Regions from separate parts of the Ovis aries genome. Here region 2 is linked to region 1. A link is a contact called in public Hi-C data. All regions are on one chromosome and are shown on one strand. The core of a region is the stretch at or near the end of the contact, and the rest is flanking DNA. Distances in the headings are between cores, read along the strand shown. Region 1 overlaps MAP4K4 (mitogen-activated protein kinase kinase kinase kinase 4). Region 2 holds the start of MAP4K4 (mitogen-activated protein kinase kinase kinase kinase 4).

Region 1 (5,548 bases), core at 1,667-4,166:
AAGCAGAAGGGTGATGGGGAAACGCCCTAGGTTGAAATTTCTGGTTCTGGAGCAAAAGACTTTGCAAAACTGCAACTCAGATTAACAGATCAGAAGGGCCAAGAGAAAAAAGGTCACCTGTAATGTGAGGCTAGAAGAGAAGGGGGCGACAGAGCATGAGATGGTTGGACGGCACCAACTCGATGGACCGTGAGTTTGAGCAAACTCCAGGAAATAGTGAAAGGCAGGGGAGCCTGGCGTGCTGCAGTCCATGGGGTCACAAAGAGTAGGACACGACTCAGTGACTGAACAACAACAAAATGTGAGCATCGCGCTGTGAATAAAGCTGCCCAGACAGGCACAAAGCTAGGGGGCAGTCACTGCAGACAGACGTGCACGTCGCCCAGGGAAAGAGCAGGCAGACAGCAAGCCGCCCCGTCCAGCAGCCCCTGGAGCCCAAACCGAGGCCCCGAAGGGCTGGCCCCTTCCGAGAGGAAGACCACTCCACAGGACTCTGCACCACTGCAGCGTCTTTCCCACTAACAGGCACCTCTGTTTAACAAGGAGACATAAAAAGGCAGATAAGGAGGAGCCAGGGGAGAAAGGATTCATGCAGAACAATGTGCAAAAAACTGCAGTTTGCAGACACAGGGATGGGCGCAAAGGGTCCGTGCTCTGGAGTTTCTGTTCCCTGAACCGCGCTCCCGGGTGAGGACGGTGGCCGGGTGGGGGCTGGGAGTAACAACAAGCGTGAAAGGAGCACTGGCCAGGCCGGCCTCCCCACTCTGGGCCTCTGAGGGCTATTCATTCCCAGCACCAGTCATGTGAACTCAGTCTGCATGACACACAAAGGGCCTTTACTAGGAGGTCCACAAGGGAACCTTTAAGGATGCTAGCTTAGAATTGAGAATTTTTCACTCTGCTCTTAAAAAAAACGGCATCAACACAGCAAATTAAATTTTTAAAAAGCATCTGACAAAACTTACTCATTAGTGATTAGTGTTATTTGCTGTTGTTCAGCCACTAAGTTGTGTCCGATTCTTTGCAACCCCAGACTGCAGCTCGCCAGGCTCCCCTAGCCTCCACCATCTCCCAGAGTTGCTCAAACTCATGTCCAGTGAGTCAGTGATGCTATCTAATCATCTCATCTTCTGCCACCCCTCTCTCCTCTTGCCTTCAATCTTTCCCAGCATTGGGGTCTCTTCCATTGAGTTGGCTCTTTGCATCAGGTGGCTAAAGTAATGCTTACTCACGAGTGATTCCCAAATCTAGCCAGTAAGGTCCACGCTGCACTGGGTTTCTGAGCAAACATCGTATTCCTAAGGGTGCGGCCACTCAGTGGCATGAACGTCTCATCTGAGCAGGTTCACTGGACAAAGGACAGTCACCTTAAACTCCTGGAGCAAGGCAAGCCACCAGGTTTCTGTGGCCATGATAAACACTGTCCTGTAACCGCTCCCCCCACCAAATCGTGTTCACAACCCCCTCCGTTCCCACACAAATCGTCATCAACCAAAGTCAGCTGGTGAGGACTGAGGGGACGCTGTTCCCTTTAGAACCAGCCAACAGGCCACCACACATTCCATGGCTTTGTTGAATCTACTCTGCTTAGTGGGTGGATGCTAACAATGCTTTTCCCAACTGAGAGCCTCCAGTATACCGTGACCAGGACAAAATCAGGTGGCGCTAGAGGTAAAGAACCCGCCTGCCAGTGCAGGAGATGTAAGAGACGTGGGTTCGATCCCTGGGTGGGGCAGATCTCCTGGAGAAGGAAACGGACACTCCAGTATTCTTGTCTGGAGAATTCCATGGACAGAGCAACCTGGCGGGCTACAGTCCATGGGTTCGCAAAGAGTGGGACATGACTGAAGCGATGGAGCACAAATGACATGCAGCCAGTGCCCGAAGCCGAGGGATGCCTGCGGGTTCTCTCCACCCTTGAGAGCAAGCCCACGTCCACTCAAACAGAAGATGCAGACAGCATCAGATGCTCACCCAACACCGGGAAAACAAAAGCAATGAACCCTCTAACTGAACCTTTCCCATTAACAGGAAAAAATTCAGAGTGCCACATACACCAGGCTGGTCAACTGCTCCTCCTCTTCACTTCACCAGAAACAGGAACCAACGATAAAGCCCCACCCCCACAAGACACTGTTGCCTCAGCCTTCTGTGGTTTAAAAAGTTAAATCATCTTGGTGCGAATGGCCCTCAACTCTTTAAACCACATTTAATCAGTTATGCACCTGTCTTAAAAAGATGCATAACTGATTAAATCCATAGCAATCACCCAAGTCCCTTAGTGTGTCGGCAATTTCTATTATGAGTATTGCTGCAAATAAATGGACTGCCTTCTAGACAGTGACTGGACCTTGGAAATGTTTTCACTGGGTATCTTACAGTCACACGTTTGGGTTAAACAAACCTCAAGTGGATCCTTGCAGACAAAACTGTCTGGAAGGAATAACACATAGAAATGCTAAAAGTGGGGACTCCCTGGTAGCCCAGCGGTTAAGAATCCATCTTCCATTGCATGGGGCATGGGTTTGATCCCTGGTCAGATAACTAAGATCCTACATGCCACACAGCACAGCCAAGAAAAAATAATAAAAATGAAATAGAAGTCTAAAATAAAATGCTCAAAGTGGTCTACCTACTTGTTAAAACCCACACCCCTGCTGCATAACAAACCCCAGGATGTCAGTGACTTGACATCTCAGGATCCAGAACCTCCATGAAGAAGATGGATACGGACCCTGCTTCACCAAGTCCTCGGGGAATGTGTTTCCACGGCCTCCTGTGACCAGCACAGTGAGAATGCTTCTGTGCAAAATGCCAAAGGCACATTTCAAAAACTCTTATTTCCAACAAAGACTGGCTTTGAAAGAGCCTGGGGGTGTTGGCGGGAGTGTGCGCTGAAGAGACTGTTTTCATCAGAGGCTGATTTGGGAAAGCGGGTGAGTTTAACAAGGAAATCAGAGCTCTGCCACTGACCAGCTCTACAGAAGCTCAGGCAAACTGAAAAAGCATCTCAAAGCCTCAGTTTCATCATCTACATAAAAAATGGAAATAATAAGAGTGCTCAGCTCCTGGCATTAACTGGAGGGACTGGATGCAATAGTGTGTACAAGGAAGCTCCACTGCCGCAGCTAAGTGACTCCTGGCAGGCACAAGACATGCAGTAAATGCGGGTCACCGTCACCATTTACTCTGCAACAGGCACAGGGCTGGCAGTGTCCTGCAACACCAGGGGCGAAGCTGCTGATGTACCCGGAGCAGGAGCCTGCCACCCACAGGAAGAGTTCTGGAACTGACATGGCTTCACGGTCGGATGCAGGGCAGTGAAGACCATACAAAACTCTCAGTGCGGTTTAGGGGATGAACCTGCATTCCAACTCTGAACCTTCAAGTCCACGACCACAGACAGCTAACTTGTTAACCTTGCTGAAAGCCTCTTGTCTTCTCTCAGGCTACATGGGGATCCAGATCACAAGATGCAAGCGAATCCCCGCTGGCGACAGCACCAGCGCAGCACCTGGCTCGGGACACAGGGCATCGCTTTCTTTCCTTCCTCCTCCTCCCTGCAACTTCCTAATGCCAGTGCCTCTGGCACAAGGCGTGAGCTTGTCAACCCGGATAATCAGAACCTGGGCAGGGTGTTCTAGGAAGAAGAAAGGGACCTGAGAAAAATGCAGGCTGGTGTAGGGCGTGGCACTCTGCCCTGAGCCAAGAATGAAACAGCACACAGTTGGACAAATGAGATAAATGAGATGAGTCTGTCAGCCTGTCAGATAAGAACAGGAAGCTCTCAGAAGCTAACTGTTCAATAAAAGCCTGGCTGGTGTACTGTGAACACAGCCTGAGAACTTTAAACCTGTGTGGTCATGTGGTTATTCCGGGGCTGTTTGTTTTATTACTACTGACAGCCAACTTATCTTTCATTCACAGACCAGGCTCAGTACCTCGGGGTGACGGCATGTCATAAAACTTTAAAGTCCAAGGGAAAATTAATTTGAACCCACTTTACAACCCTGAGGTATAAGATGACTGGATGGCATCACCAACTCAATGGACATGAATTTGAGCAAACTCCAGGAGATGGTGAAGGACAGGGAAGCCTGGCGTGCTGCAGGCCATGGGGTTACAAAGAGTCAGACACAACTGAACAACCACCCTGGAAGGGAGGGAGGTTCAGAAGAAAAGATAACAGAGAACACAGAGAGAACCAAACCCCACAGAGCCTGGGAAGTGCTGTTTTCCGGGAGGACAGTCGCAGGCTGACCTGCCAGACCCTGGGTCACCTGTCCTGGGAGGAGATGGTAAGCCACCAGCCTGGTGAGGACAGCTGACACCTGCCCTCCATTGGCTCCTCCAGGACCACACAGAGGTGGAGTCTGGTGTGTGTGGAAAGTGTGTAACTGGGCGTGATACTCACTTCTGAGGGGCTCAAGGTTCAACAGCCAGTGACAAAAAGCAGCTTGAAGGCACCTGTTGAATCAGTTCCATATAAGTATCCCAGCCACCCTTACCCCCTCCACCGTTCACCCCCTTATTGCCCAAATTCACCCTCTTACTGCCCAAATTGCACCCAAGTACCTCCAACCCCACTCTGGGAAAGCTGGGTAAGAAAGCCGCTCAGCTGTGCCCGACTCTTTGTGACCCCACCGGGCTGCAGCCCGCCAGGCCCCTCTGCTCATGGGCTTCTCCAGGCAAGAATACTGGAGTGGACTGCCATGCCCTTCCTTCAGGGCATCTCCTCGGCCCAAGGATGGAACCTGAGTCTCTTGCATCGCAGGTGGATTCTTTACCCTCTGAGTCACCAGGGAAGCCCCATGTAAGAAAGAAGGTTTTCTAAAAAGAAAGAAAAAAGACTCTGGAAGAAAGAGATGCCTCCTCCCCTGTGCCCATCTCTCCCTCGCTGTCCAAGTAAGGACCTGAGAGGGAAGGACCGGTGCTCTGACATCCCTCGTGGAAGCACCAGGCCAGGGAGCTGGTCCCCAGGGAGGATGGTGCCTCCAGAGAAGTCCTGACCACAGGCCACTCAAGCCTGACAAACGGTATCCGCCCCCAGCCCAGCCAAACCATGGATTGTTCCCAGAAATGTGCTTTGAGCCTGTGCTATTTAAAGACCTAAAATCAGTCCCACAGACACACCCCAGACATGGCACTGCTGACCTCTCAAGGCCCAGAGCGGGCCAGGCGTGGCTGGGCTTTGGGACAATGAAGAGAATGCCCAGACCACCATTAAGACACCTGGACACCGAAGGTGCTGCTCACAAAGGTCCTCCTCCTGAGGGGCCCCAGGGCAACTGCCTCATCTTCACTGCATCCAATGCAGAAACTTCAGTGGTAGCTGCCTAGCCCCAAACTCTGCAGGCGAGCCCTGGCCTGCAGACGCCTAGCCCGGCCCCGTCTTGCTGTGGGGCCTGCCCACAGGCCACAACACAGCCCACGGTTCCCACCACGGCCTGCAGACCTGGCCCTTTCACCCGGGAGGATGCAGAGGTTGCACCACTTTCACTGCAAAGCAAATTTCACCACAAGCACCTTTAGTCTGATGACCTGCAGA
Region 2 (5,548 bases), core at 2,052-4,551, 44 kb after region 1:
CAAAGCAGGGAGGGGGATAAATCAGGGAGTTTGGGGTTAACATATACACACTACTATACATAGAACAGACAGCTAATGAGGACCTACGACATAGCACAGGTAACGCAATATTCTGTAAGAATCTACGAGGGAAAAGAATCTGGAAAAGAGTATTTACATACATACATATATATATAACTATATATACATATACATACATATAACTGAATCATCTTTCTGTACATCTGAAACTAGCCCAACATTGTGAATCAACTAGACTTCAATTTAAAAGAAAAAACTGAAAATTTGCTTGGAAGGAATTCACTTTTTTTGGTGTGAAAACAGCATGGAAACTACCCAAAAGAAAAAAAAAAAAAAAAGACACCAACTGAAGTATTTATGGGGAAATGGCATCTAGGTTTTATGTGAAGATAATGGAGGTGGGAGGAAGGACAGCAGAGAAAACCAGATCAGTCACATGCTGGTCACTGTGAGGCCAGTGCTTGCCTCTTCCTCTCCGATGTCTGTTTCAAATTCTCCGTAATAATAAACCAACTGCAGGCGAGCAAAAGCTCCCGTCGTGCTCCTGCTTCAGACTGCAGGCCATTGTTGAACAGATTTCCTATAGTTTCCTCGGCTTCGCATAATTTGAGCATTTCTTCTCAACTGTACTTTGTAAGGAGAGAGCCAGGGAGCCTGTTACTGCCCAATCCCAACAGCTTCCCAAACCTGGTGCTTAGCAAATCGATCCCAAAAGCTTTGGGGGAGAGAGTGTGGAACCAGAGGGAAGGAGCAGGGGAAACCTTGGGAGTGAACCTGCCCCAGGTGCTCCTGTTAAGAACACCTAGCTCCTAAACCCATGAAGACACATCCATGGTTCACTCTCTTTTTCTCTTACAGTTTAAAAACAAAAACAGCTTCTGGTCTACTTCCACCAGCCTTCACATTTGTGCTGACCCTTGAAGACCCAAACAATCCAACTTCTGTGTAAGCAGGTCAAATACAAGCCCTGGCTAACTCACTTGGACGAAGACGGTCACCACTCAGACCTGGCCAGAAAAACTCGGTTAGGAAAAACCAACCAGTGCTTAAACAAACACTGAGGCTGGGGAGAACAGTTTTTTGGAGCCAGTTAGCAGACCACTCAGGGAGTTGCAACATGACCGTTTCCAAAATTTTCCAAAAGCTTCCAAATTCAGTTGAGCCCGGCAGGCCGAGCTTAACAGGGCTCTCTTTCAAATTCAAAAACCTGGCCCTGGCCCCAACTGTTAGCCAACAGAACACATGCTGATTCACTTGAGATCACCTAAAAAGACGGACTCCGTCCAGTTCAGACCACAGGCCGGTACACAGCCGGGATCGGGGGAAAGTTGGGGCTGTGGATAGATAAACCCTATTCACAGAGCAGAAAAAGGGACAATGGGATCCACACTTAATTTGGCCGAAGAAAACGTCTACAGTCAGCTTCCAACACCCCCCTCCTCCACTTTTCGCCAGACAATGACAATTCTTCACAGCGAGCCACAAAGCCCTGCTTCATAAGATTTTTTTTTTCCCTATCCCAATCCAACTAGAAAACAGGGAACAGCTATGGAACACCCCCGGTGCAGTGCAGATAACTTGAAGAGAACCTTCAGTAACAAGAAACAAATCAGAACACGGAGCATTTCACATTCTGTTTCAAACATTCAAGGGCCCTGCCTCCATTAGCCAGAGCTCTGGGTAATCTCCACAACGTGCACCGAACAAAACCAGCAACAAGCTTAGTCTCATCAGGTGTCTGTTACTCAGGGCCGACTCAGAGTCTCCGAATTTGTTAGTTTCAAGGGACTGGGGGTTGGTGAGGGGGGGGGGGGGGGGGAGGCTCATGTTAAAAAAAGAGAAAGACCTGGGGTTGGTGTGAAATCTGGGCACCCTCGCCACTCCTGAGCTCTGTCTCATTTCTGTTTCAATTACACACCTGTCAAACAGGTTATTCCTGGAATTCAGACTGTATAATCCTCACCCTGTAATTCTTCCTGCTCCTGCTACCCAAACACACAGCCCTCCCCTGTTCCCCAAAATATGCGCCCATCGGTAGAACGTATGCTGGTGATAAAGCAGAACCAGGTATCAGCAAACTCCGCTCCCTGGGCTCCCGGCGAACATTCAAACAAGGCAACACGAAGACAATTCTCAAGGCCAAGGCAGTGCTTTGGGATAATCACAGGCGAGGCCTGCCTATTCTGAATTTTAATGAACACACTAACTCCGAAGGCCAGATCTGGGAAAAACGGGGGTGGGGGGGGGGGGGGGGGGCATGTAGGCTGCCTGATGGAAAAAAAAAAAAAACGCTTTTCCATTTTATGGAAGTGCATGCCTGAGAGTGGAGCGTTATTTCCTTATCTGAGAGCCAGGAAATGAGGTCTTTTCAGGCCAGTGTGAATATAAACTCTGCTAAAAAACAGCGGGACGACGAGGCAAGCCCCCTCTCCCAACTTCAGCCGCGCGGCGTGGCCTCCGGGCGGCGGCGTGTCCATCCCCCGGCGCCCCCGGACCAGAAGTTTCAACCCGTCCCCGGGAAACAAAGGAGGCGCCCGCACCGACCTTATAGACTTGTCCGTAGGTGCCATTTCCCACCACTTCTACCAGCTCGAAAATCCCCGCCGGATCCTGGAGGAGAAGGAGGGGAGGGGTGAGCGTCGGAAAGCAGCACAACAATGAATAAAGCAGCAGGACAGCCGGAGAGAAAGGGCGGCGACCCCGGCGGTGGGCTTCGTGCGGTGGGGTCGCGGGAGCCCAAGGGCCGCGATCCGGGGGCCGGGGGTCCCGGGCGGCGGCGGCGCCGGCGAAGGGTCGCGCCCCGGGGGCCCCCGCACCCGTCGACGCGGGCAGACAAAGGGGCCGCCGTACCCGCGGTTCTTCCCGCGGCGGCGCCCGGGCGGCCAGGGCGCGGCCCCGGGTCCCCGCGCGCCCCGCGCCCCGCGCCCGGGTGCTCCTGGGCCGCCACTCACCCGCAGGGAGGACAGGTCGATGTCCACCAGACTTTTGGCAGGGGAGTCGTTCGCCATCTTCCCTTTCTGCCTCCGCGGATCGGCCACGATCAGTAGGTCTCCGGCGTGTTTCTGGGCGTCGGAGGCCCGGCGGGCGGCGCGGGCCCGCGGGCGAGGCCGGGGGCGGCGGGCGGGGCGAGCGCGGGTGGGCGGCGGCGGCGGCGGCGCTCACTCCATGGCCGGGGCGGCCGGCAGGCCCCCGGGCGTCGCCCGCGCCTCAGGCCCCGGCCCCGCGCCCCGCGCGCGCCTGCACTAGCGGCCCGGAGCAGGGGCCGCGGCGCCGCCGAGTGTGGAGCCCAGAGCGCGAGGCCGCCAGACAAAGATGAGCGGGGGGCGGGGGCGGTGGCGGCGCGGGAGGAGGAGACACGGGACACCGAAATCGCACTCGGAGGAGAGCGAACAGCTCCCCCTTTCCTCCTCTGGCAGGAAAAGCGGGCGGAAGCGCGCTCGCGCCCGGAGGCGGCAGGGCGGGGGGCGCGGGGTGGGGCCCGGGCGGCGACCGCGCGCGGGGCCGGAGGGGGGCGCACCCGGGACAAAGGGAAGCCAGCCCGGACCCCCCACCTCCCTGCCTCGGGCGGAGGGGCGGGCCGACCCCCGCCCCCGCGGAGCCCCGCCCCGCCGCGCCCCGCCCCGCCCCGCCGGGATCCCGGAGCTGGAGGGTCCGCCCGGCCCCCGCGCCCCCCTTCTTCCCTTCGCGTCCCCCACCGCCGAGTCTGCCCCTGAAGACCCTCGTTTCCGGTTTCCCTAGCGGCTTCTCGGGTCCTTTCTCTTCTTTTCCAGGCTGAACCGGTGACCTCGTTGTAGTTGGGGATTCGCCGAGCATCACTCGGCCGACGCGTCCCGAGACTTTAGGCGGAAACTGAATCCGAACCGCTCCGTTCACTGCCTTGCCCCGAGTTCCTCACTGTGGACGAGGCGAGGACCAGGAGTCTTGCCCCAAGTTCTGTGCCTAGAGATCGCTGAGGAGCGATGGACAGGCTTCTTCCGGCAACTTTGGAAGCCAGTCAGCAGTTAGACAGTTTCATCCTGTTTAACGTGAATAAATGGTCTGCAAACAGTCATTGCATCACTGTCACTCCGCTGGCCAAACACCCTAATGGCTCCGTATTCCCTCACCGCAGGGTCCAAGAATCACCGAAAGGGACTGCAAAGGCGCTGATCGCCTACCCCACCTCCAGAGTTTGATCCACCAAGTGTGGGGTAGGCCTGAGAGGCCTCATTCTCTGTACAGGCGATGCTGAGTTGCTGCGACGGGAAGTTTGAGAACTGGGGCTCACAGGATGAAACTCCAAGGCCTTTGCGATCGGGCTTCGCCAGCATCATTATTTACCAGTACTTAGTTTACACACAGTGTCTACTGAAGCCCTCCTATGGCCCTAGGGTGATGCTAACCTCATTTTAGGGCTGAGGAAGCTGAAAGAGAAGTTGTTGTTCAGTCAAGTCTGAGAGACTCTTTGTGACCCCCATGGACTGCATCGTGCCAGGCTTCCCTATCCTTCATTGTCTCCCAGAGTTTGCTCAAACTCATGTCCATTGAGTAGGGACGCCATCCAACCATCTCATCCTCTGTTGTCCCCTTCTCCTCCTGCCCTCAATCTTTCCCAGCATCAGGGTCTTTTCCAAGAGTCAGCTCTTCACATCCAGTGGCCAAACGATTGAATCGAAGGGATTTTCCTAGTCTTTAAAGGCATAGCCCATAAGTGGAGCACGGACTCCCACCAGCCTGTTCCCAAACCAAGTGCCTGAGCCAAGTTAGTCTTGGACCAGAACAGTGTTTCCCACTCCTCTGTCTCCCAAAACGCCAAGATTTTCAACTCTGAGACTCTCTCATAAGGCTAAAATATATTCAGGGACTCCTGGAATCCATTGATCAGGAAAATCATAGTAAGCACAGTGTTTCTGTGAATTTAATGGTGCCTTTCTTGTGAGGACGAGGGGTGTGGCACTGCACCCATGACCTGTGGGATCTTAGTTCCACAACCAAGGACTGAACCCAGGCCATGTCAGTGAAAGCACCTGGTCCTAACCACTGGACTGCCAGGGAATTCTTAGTGGTGCTTTTAAATAAATTTGGTTTTTAATCTACCAACCGCAGTGGACTTATCTATAGGTATAAAGTAAATAATTTACTCAGAGAGTTAGATTGGTGTCAGTGTGAACTTTCAGATTGTAGTATTAGTAATAATATTTTAGTAGTATTTCTTATTAACAAGAGGGCTTCCCTGGTGGTTCAGAGGTTAAAGTGTCTGCTTCCAATGCAAGAGACGTGGGTTCGATCTCTGGGTCGGGAAGATTCCCCTGGAGAAGAAAATGGTAACCCACTCCAGTATTCTTGCCTGGAGAATCCCATGGACAGAGAAGCCTGGTGGGCTACAGTCCACAGGGCCGCAAAGAGTCAGACACAACTGAGTGACTTCACTCACTCACTCACTCAACATGTATTGGGTCTAAACAATGTACTAAACCCTTTACATATGTTATCCTCCTTATTCTTCGCATTAACCCAAAAGGGTAGGTACTCTTATTTTTCTTACTTT

The links. Hi-C and Micro-C count contacts between places; a contact is called where the count stands out from the background.
Region 2: a Hi-C map of hypothalamus shows a contact between it and region 1, with 2.5 times the contacts expected there. The contact joins the promoter of MAP4K4 here to the enhancer-like site in region 1. A contact is called at or near these places in 5 of 16 Hi-C or Micro-C datasets (blood, hypothalamus and tail adipose tissue).

What each region holds. Positions count from the first base shown.
Region 1 is chr3:99,941,290-99,946,837 of ARS-UI_Ramb_v3.0, forward strand. All of the region lies in intron 2 of MAP4K4 (mitogen-activated protein kinase kinase kinase kinase 4), which reads right to left. Among named protein-coding and RNA genes, the nearest start is that of TRNAG-UCC, 26 kb to the right of the region's middle. Within about 2 kb of position 2,917, at least 16 of the 54 cell types and tissues checked have an H3K27ac peak or open chromatin away from gene starts, as enhancers often do. A contact at or near this core is called in hypothalamus, where this site is marked.
Region 2 is chr3:99,985,220-99,990,767 of ARS-UI_Ramb_v3.0, forward strand. MAP4K4 (mitogen-activated protein kinase kinase kinase kinase 4) reads right to left here and starts at 3,302. Exons shown (of 31, transcript XM_060412402.1): 1 at 2,973-3,302; 2 at 2,566-2,631. The coding sequence starts at 3,029. LOC132659419 (a long non-coding RNA gene) reads left to right here. Exons shown (of 2, transcript XR_009599868.1): 1 at 1-2,653; 2 at 3,792-4,072.